Linked DNA regions of Cricetulus griseus: region 1 is linked to region 2. The links are chromatin contacts, called in public Hi-C maps. All regions are on one chromosome and are shown on one strand. Each heading gives the region's core, a stretch centred on a gene start, on an enhancer-like site or on the middle of the called end of the contact. The rest is flanking DNA. Distances are from core to core; before and after follow the strand shown. Region 1 has its middle 69 kb from the start of Etv6. Region 2 holds the start of Etv6 (transcription factor ETV6).

What was found. Hi-C and Micro-C count contacts between places; a contact is called where the count stands out from the background.
Region 1: a contact with region 2 is called in a Hi-C map of fibroblasts, with 4 times the contacts expected there. The contact joins the enhancer-like site here to the promoter of Etv6 in region 2. A contact is called at or near these places in 2 of 8 Hi-C or Micro-C datasets (fibroblasts and liver).

Annotation. Positions count from the first base shown.
Region 1 is chr8:15,005,397-15,009,119 of CriGri-PICRH-1.0, forward strand. No RefSeq gene overlaps it. Among named protein-coding and RNA genes, the nearest start is that of Etv6, 69 kb to the left of the region's middle. Within about 2 kb of position 1,520, at least 1 of the 6 cell types and tissues checked has open chromatin away from gene starts, as enhancers often do.
Region 2 is chr8:14,936,531-14,940,361 of CriGri-PICRH-1.0, forward strand. Etv6 (transcription factor ETV6) reads right to left here and starts at 1,970. Exons shown (of 7, transcript XM_035448458.1): 1 at 1,658-1,970. The coding sequence starts at 1,690.

The DNA.
Region 1 (3,723 bases), core at 270-2,769, 68 kb after region 2:
TAAACAGAACACTGTATGTAATTAAAGAAACATCACACCTTCTCATTTACAGTTCCTGGATTCTGTATAGACCCATGAATAAAACATCTAAGTTGGGTGTGGTGCTGCATGCCTTTACATAGGAGGCAGAGGCAGAGGCAGCTGTGAGTTCAAGGCCAGCCTAGTCTACATTTGGAGTTCCAGAATAGCCAAGGCTATATTGGAGACACTGTCTAAAAATGAAATGCTGTGCATATGATATGAAAGTAGAAGTGAAACTGTATAGGGAGCTTTGGGAACTAACAAGAGGGAAGAGTTTAAGAAAGTAGGGTGGGAGGCCTGGGGGGGTATGCTCACAGACAGTATATACTTGTATGAAGACATAATCTACAACATTCTGCTAAAACTAAGTAGAAAGACCATGCTACTGATAGGATACGAAAAGAACATTACTGTTTCAAATGATGCCATTTTCCAGTTTAGATGAGTCTTTCCTTCATTCATTCAATCGGCAAATAGACCCACCATGTGCCAGGTCCTGCACAAGATGCTAGAAAAACAGACACCAACTTGATGCCCTTCCTCCCACGAGGCATGCATTAATAACTAAATGAAATCTCACCTAAGATGGTGAAAGTAGGGGTATGCCTTCAGTCTAGTTATCTCCTTCTGCCACCTGCTGGGCATTTTCTTCTTCATGGCTTTCAGGTATGCAAGGACCAAGGAACTAGCGTTTCTAAGAGGGAGTTGGAGGAAGTCTATTTTCACAAGCTGGACCATGCAATTTTTTTCTTTCATTTTAACACATGAGTTTTAGAGTATTTTACAAATTGGTTCTTATTTTAATTGTACACATTTATGGGGCACGCGTGATCATTTAATATTTGTATGTAAGGCAAGATGACCAGAGAAGAATAGCTAATGTTTGTATCTTAAACATTTAACAATTTTTAAATTAATCCATAATAATCACACATAGTAACCATAGGTATTTCCAGGGCACAGGGTAGTGTTTCAGTACCTCTGTCCACACATTCTTGGTAAGTACAGTTCTCTTCACCTCCACCCAAATCCCTGGGGCTCCAACCCAACTCCTGTAGAAGAGCAGTTCCTCTCACTGAGGCACGGCCCTGTGTGCCAGGACAGTTGCTCTCTTTCTGCCCTTCCCATAGAGTTTTCCCAGTGAGCTTCTGCTTGAAGAACGTTTTGACTTTCTGTGGCTTCTTTCCATTCTGGTGGGAGTTTGAATTTCTTGCCTGGACAGATGGAGGTGTGTGCCTGGATTGCCTAACCCAGGCCTGAAAGAGTCAGAGGCTTTTGCAGCAGGCACTCCCAACCTATTTGGAACCCTCTCTCACTTCTGGAAGGCAGCAGTGTCATGGGGATGAGAAGGAGTTACTAATACCTTCTCATGGTTGTCTGGGCTGCTTTTAAGTGCTACATGGAGGTTGGGACACACAGGATTAGGCACTGAATAGCCCATTTGCTCTGCATCATCACTTCTTAAAGTAGGTCAAACACATAATGGAAGGGTTCAGTCACAGGAGGAGACCGACCAGTCTCACAAAGTCCATGGCTGACTCAGGTGCATGCCTCGTTCTCCTCTGCTCCAAGCCAAGAACTCATCAGTTATTGTTAATGCTTTATTTAGGAAAGATTAACCAAGTGTATACTAGTTGGTTGGATATATAACTTTAGAGAGAACTATTTCTCATAGTCACCTCAAAAGTCGTTTGGGACTTACGGAGATAAGACTAATTGACGGAATAGTAAACATCCTTTTAGAAATACTTCCAATACCTGGTTGGCTGAGTGCCAGCACTAAAGCAGCTGAAACAGGAGGATTGCAAGTTTGAGCCAGCCAGGGCTATATAACAAGACCGTGTCTTAGAAAACCAAAACCCAAATAAAACACGATTTAAAATATTTATTTTTAAAAATTATGGGTGTCTGTGTGGGTATGCACATGTGAGTGAAGACACTCGTGGAGGCCAGAGGAGGGCGCCAGATCTCCTGGAGACAGAGATACAAACAGTTTAGTGACCTTAGTGCTGGAAAAGAACTCAGTCCTATGCAAGTAAGAGCAGTATGCTGTCTTAACTGCTCAGCCATTACTCCAGGCCCTAAACAAACAATCTTAGCAGTGATAGTCTTATTTCTTACCCCCAAACAGTAGTTGAGAGCATTTGTTATTCTGGCAGTGGACCCAGGTTTGAGGCCCAACACCTACATTCTGGTTCACAGCTACCTGTAACTTCACTTTCAGAGTATGTGGTACCATCTTCTGACCTCTGTGGGCATCAGCCACACATATGGTACACATACATGCATGCAGATGAACACTCAAGCACATCAAATAAATATAAATATTAAAAATATGCACCCTTTCATTCATGTCTCCTGTCTGCTGCAAACCCTTTCCTCTGGAACCCCAGGCTTGTAGTTCTTGACTCTGAAAATTTAAGGGTGTGTCCTGTGTTGAATGGCACAGTATTAAGTCAGCAGCTGAGTTCCTTCTTTGACCCTCTGTTTCTTGCTTCCTCCTCCTCCTGCTCCTGCTCCTCCTCTTCCTCCTTCTTCTCCTTCTTCCTCTTCCTCTCCCTCCTCCTCTCCCTCCTCTTCCTATCCCTCTTCCTCTCCCTCTGGTTTGATAAATTAGTTCGTCAATTCCTTCAGTTCCCTTGTCACTCTGATCATCTCTCAGACTTCGATTCTTCTTCTCCTATCCTATTTCTTGCTATTCTGTTGATGATGGCCATTGTCAACACAGCCTGTTCTCTCCACACCTGAACAACGCTGGGATGTAACCCAGCCTGGCTAGCTGTGTCCCATCCTGTAGGGGGAGTCTTCCTTGCCAGCGGCAGCTCCCAATTAATCACCCAGAGACTTAATATTAACTGTAAGTGCTTGGTTAATAACTCAGGCTTGTTACTAGCTAACTCTTACATTTAAATTAGCCCGGAGCCCATATTTCTTAGCTATGCTTTGCCATGTGGCTTGGTTCCTTCTCGTGTTGACTGAAGACCAGAAACTCAACAGGAACCTCCCCCCACCCCAGGCTTTAACACCAGGTTGGAAATGTTAAGGAATCCAGTCTCATGGATGGAGCAGCTCCTGTATTCTCAGCCTCTCCAGCAGATGGCCATTGTTGGACTATCTAGCTGGTATTGTGCTAGCCAATTGAACAAACCTCCTTTGTAATATATACTCATTCTGTGGGTTCTGTTCCTGAGAATACTAACACAGCCCCCTTTCCCCTTCACTGTGTATCACAGCTTTCACTAGAGGTGCAGGATGCAGGTAGCAGAAGGAAGGCAAGAGAGGCAGTTTTTTTTTTTTTTTTTTTTTTTTTTTTTTTTTTTTTTTTTTTTTTTTTTTTTTTTTTTTTTTTTTTTTTTTTTAGATAGGGTCTCACTGTGTGGCTCTCCATAATGTCTACTCATTATGTAGACCAAGCTGTCATTGAACTCACAGATATGAACTTTGCATCTGCTTCCCAATTATATCTCCAAGGTTGACCAAGTTTTCACATTTACTTATTTAGGGGCTGGAGAGATGGCTCAGTAGCCAAGAGCATTGGTTATGCTTCCAGAGGACCCAGGTTCTGTTCTCAGCAACTACATGTTGGCTCACCATGATCTCTAACTCCAGCCATGGGGGGGGGGGGAATCCAATGCCTTCTTCTGTCTCTGTGGGTACAGACATACATGCAGGCAGAATACCCATACACAGAAAATAAAGATT
Region 2 (3,831 bases), core at 720-3,219:
CAATCGAAGGCCATTGTGCCACAGTTGGTCCAGGTTTTCCCGTTGTCAGGTTTATTACTGCCATTGAGCCAAATACAATGTGCTGATCTAATGCCCTACTATTTAGTTACCTCTGTTTTTTTTTGTTATGAAGTATGAAATAAATTAGATTATCCGTACAGCAATATTTTCCTGAATTTGCCAAGGAATCTAATTTATATTGCAAAAGGAACTGGTTCTGAAGCGCCATCCTGAATTCTTTAGTGAGGCACTGCTCCAAAGCCTACCCCAGAAATGCACAAACACAAAAGTTCCTCTGGGCTCTTCTGTGAGGCAGAAACAAAGACGCCCATGCACCTTTTGAGTCCCTATGGGCCTTACTTCAAACCCAGGACCATCATTCCTGATAAGAAACACTAAGGTCTGATTCTAATTATGAAACCCTAGTAAGCCAGTGTAACAAAATCCCTTTCCCTCTCCCAGATCCTAGATGAAACACTGTTAAAACAGGAGAAATTTCCCTAACTCCCCACCGAAGAAAACAGGTTACATGTCCATTGTTTCTATAACATCCATGTAAGGGGCACACACTAAACAGGCCACGCCAGAAGCAAACTTCACAACCTCTGCCTTGCACAGGGAACAGAAAGCTTGCCTCCTGGTGACTGGTGGAACCTTGAAATAAAGTACCCCCCAAAAAATGCACCATGGGAAAAATAACTGGGGGACACAGACAAGTCATCCTGCCTCCCAATGGTGGCAAACTTCACAACAACTTTTTAAAAGCAACAAACTACAGCATCGCAGCCTATATAGACAGACTGTATATATTCGTGCGCGCACACACACACACACAAGACTACCTGGAAGAACAAGGGTTGTTTGCAAATATTCCTCCTGAACTTAGAACAGGCCAGGGAACCCGGAGACTGCAGCTCTTTTTTTTTTTTTTTCAACACCTTCTCTGCACTGTCAGAGGAGGTCATTTTGCCTGGTCACTTCTTTCCACCCTGCATCACAGGACTTTTCTATTTTCATGGGCACTAGAGTTAAATAACTATTCGGCAACTTTATTCACCTTAGTTTAATTTTTTTCCCCTTATGCAATGCCCAGGAAAAGCTGACAGACCAAGACTGTCTTAGGGCTCGCAATCACAATCAGTAGAGAGGCGGCGGGGGGGGGGGGGGGGGGTTTAAAAAGCTTGTGTGATAGAACCCAGAGTCCTGAAAGAAAGAAAGAGACAGACCATCCTAGTGGGGCCCCTAGAACTTTTTCCCTAGGGAGACCACCCCTCGGGAACAAAAGTTACAGTTTAGTCACATGTTGGGCGTAGGAATAAGGAGAAGGGGTTTTTCTTTTTCCTTTCTTATTTTTAAGCGCACTAATTACGGAGGTGTTCTACAGATCTGAAGACAAACCGGGTTCCTCCTACCAACTGAGACCGGCATTACACTGTCAAAAAGAAAGGGGGTGGGATGGGGGGCCCAGGAGCCCACACGGGGCTCGGCGGGAGAGGGGTGTAGCAAGGTTATGCTAAAGGGTACAGCCGCTGCCACGAGCTGCATCTCTTTCCCTCGCGCCCCAAATAATTCCCCGCGAGCCCAGCAACTGCACCAGCAGCCCCGGGGCGAGGGGGTTCCGATCGCCCAAGGGGAAGGAGGAGAACCGAATCGTTACCTTAATGCTACACTGAGCAGGAGTCTCAGACATGTCTCACAGCGAGAGGGATCAGGAAGTTCTCAGTTTTTTTCCACTTTCCTTTCCTCTCCCCAACCCAGAAACGCTCGGCGGGGCAGCGGGACGCGGTCATTTAAGAAGTTTCTTGCAGCATCGCCGGCGGCGGCCGCCCGGGGGGGGTCTTCGGAGCGCACGGGTCGGGCGCGCGGCGCGGCGCGGGGGCGTGGGAGCCGGCGAGCACGGCGTGGGGTGTGCGGGTCGCGGCGCGGCGACCGGGCGCAGCCGGCCGGCCTCGCGTGTCTCCTCCCACCCGCGGCCGGCGCGCCGCCCCCGCCCTCCCTCTCTCCCTCCCTCCTTCCCTCCCTCCCTCCCCGCGGCGCTCGCTAGCTCGCTCGCTCGCTGGCTCGCTCCCTCCCTCCCTCCCTCTCTCGAATGTTTTCCTTCCTGGAAGAGAGAAACTGAAAGGCGGAACTGAGAAAGCTCTCTGCTCATTGATCTTGAGAGTTTCAGGGCACAAACTGACGTGAATTCCCAGCACCGGGCTCTGCCTCTTAAAGGAGCCACCAGGAAATAAAAGCTCGGGTTACCGCGGGCCGCGGGGAAATCAAAAGGCGTGCGGAGGGGGGAGTGGAGGGAGGGAGGGGCGCGCGGGGTGCCCACGGGGCCGCCCCGAGGAGGACGCCTCCGGGGAGACCTCGCAGCGTGGCCCCGGGACTCTCTTAAGCCTGGTTCCTCCCGCTCCTGCCACCCGTGGCTTGCACCTCCGGGGTACCCTGGGCCGCACACAGCGGGGGCTTTTCCGTGCGCTCCCCGGGGCGCAGATGCAGCCCGGGGGCCCGCGGTCTAGGAAGGGGCTTTCCGGGAAGGACGCGGCGCCGCAGGAGGAAGCGAGACAATGGCCTTTGTTCTGCGCGCCGACCGCGGCCGCTTTAAGAGAATCCACCAGGAAATGGGAGCTCGGGTTACAGGCTGCGCACGGGGAAGTGCGGGGCGCGACGCCGGAGACAAAGCCGCGCGGCCGCGCTCGGCCCGGGGACGCGGCGGCGAGCGAGCGGCGGGCGGGCGGGGGCTCCCCGCGCCGGGGGGCGCCCCTCGGCCTGACCTCCCGCCTTCCCCGATTCGAAATCCCCCGGCCATTTAAAGCCACAGCGGCCGCTACCAACCGACGGAGGTGACTGGACTACAAAGTTGACAGGGCGCGTTCCTGCAGATCTCAGCCCTCCCCTGGGCCGCTGCTCGCGCTCGGTCATTGGCGGAGGGCATGGCCCGGGGGTCCTGCAGAGGAGGGGCAGCCAGAATCCTGGGGCCGAGGCGCTAGCCCTGAGCACCGGCGTGATATCAGATCGCTCGGTTTTTATTGCTATTTATAATCTCTTAAAAAATGCCCCCACTGCAGAAGATGGTGTTTAAATTCTCACCCCGCTAGTGCATACAGGGTTTAATGTGTGGACATACGATGTAGGACTAAATGCACGACCGTTTTGTCTGTTGTAAAATAAACGTAAAAACGTGTGAGTGTGGAAACGCATTATATTCGTGTTCCCTGCTGAGGACCACTCTGGTTTTCCAGACCCTCCCCTCTATTTCCACTGGTTTCTTTGCAAGAGAGGGGGAGGGGGCAGGGTTGTTTTGAAGCAAGGTCTCCCATTGTAGCCCTGACTGGCCTGGAACTCACTCAGGCTGACCTGGAACTAGTAAGTCATTCTGCCTCTGCTGTTTTTTTTTTTTTTTTTTTTTTTTTTTTTTTTTTTCTTGCACACTTTTCAGCATCATAAAATGTCCTCAGACTTTCACAAACAATACTTCCGTTCATGCATTCATCAGAACACCAAACATTATTAAAAGGGTTGGGGTAGGAAGGCACCTCCTTGCTGATACAATGGGAACTTTTTTTCTTTTCTTTTTTTTTTTTTTTTTGGGAACCTCCAGGCACCACAACCAGTTTTGTCATCTTGTAGTCGTGATCCCCAAGAGAACTTATCCTTATATACATAGTCCCAACACATCTGCATTTACCCATTCTTATCCCCCACAAATACCTACCTTTACTCCCGTAGCTTTCTGTTTGTTTCTGTTTGTTTGGTTTTTTTGTTTGTTTGTTTGTTTATTTTTTCGAGACCAGGTTTCTCTGTGTAGCTTTGGAGCCTGTCCTGGTACTCGCTCTGTAGACCAGG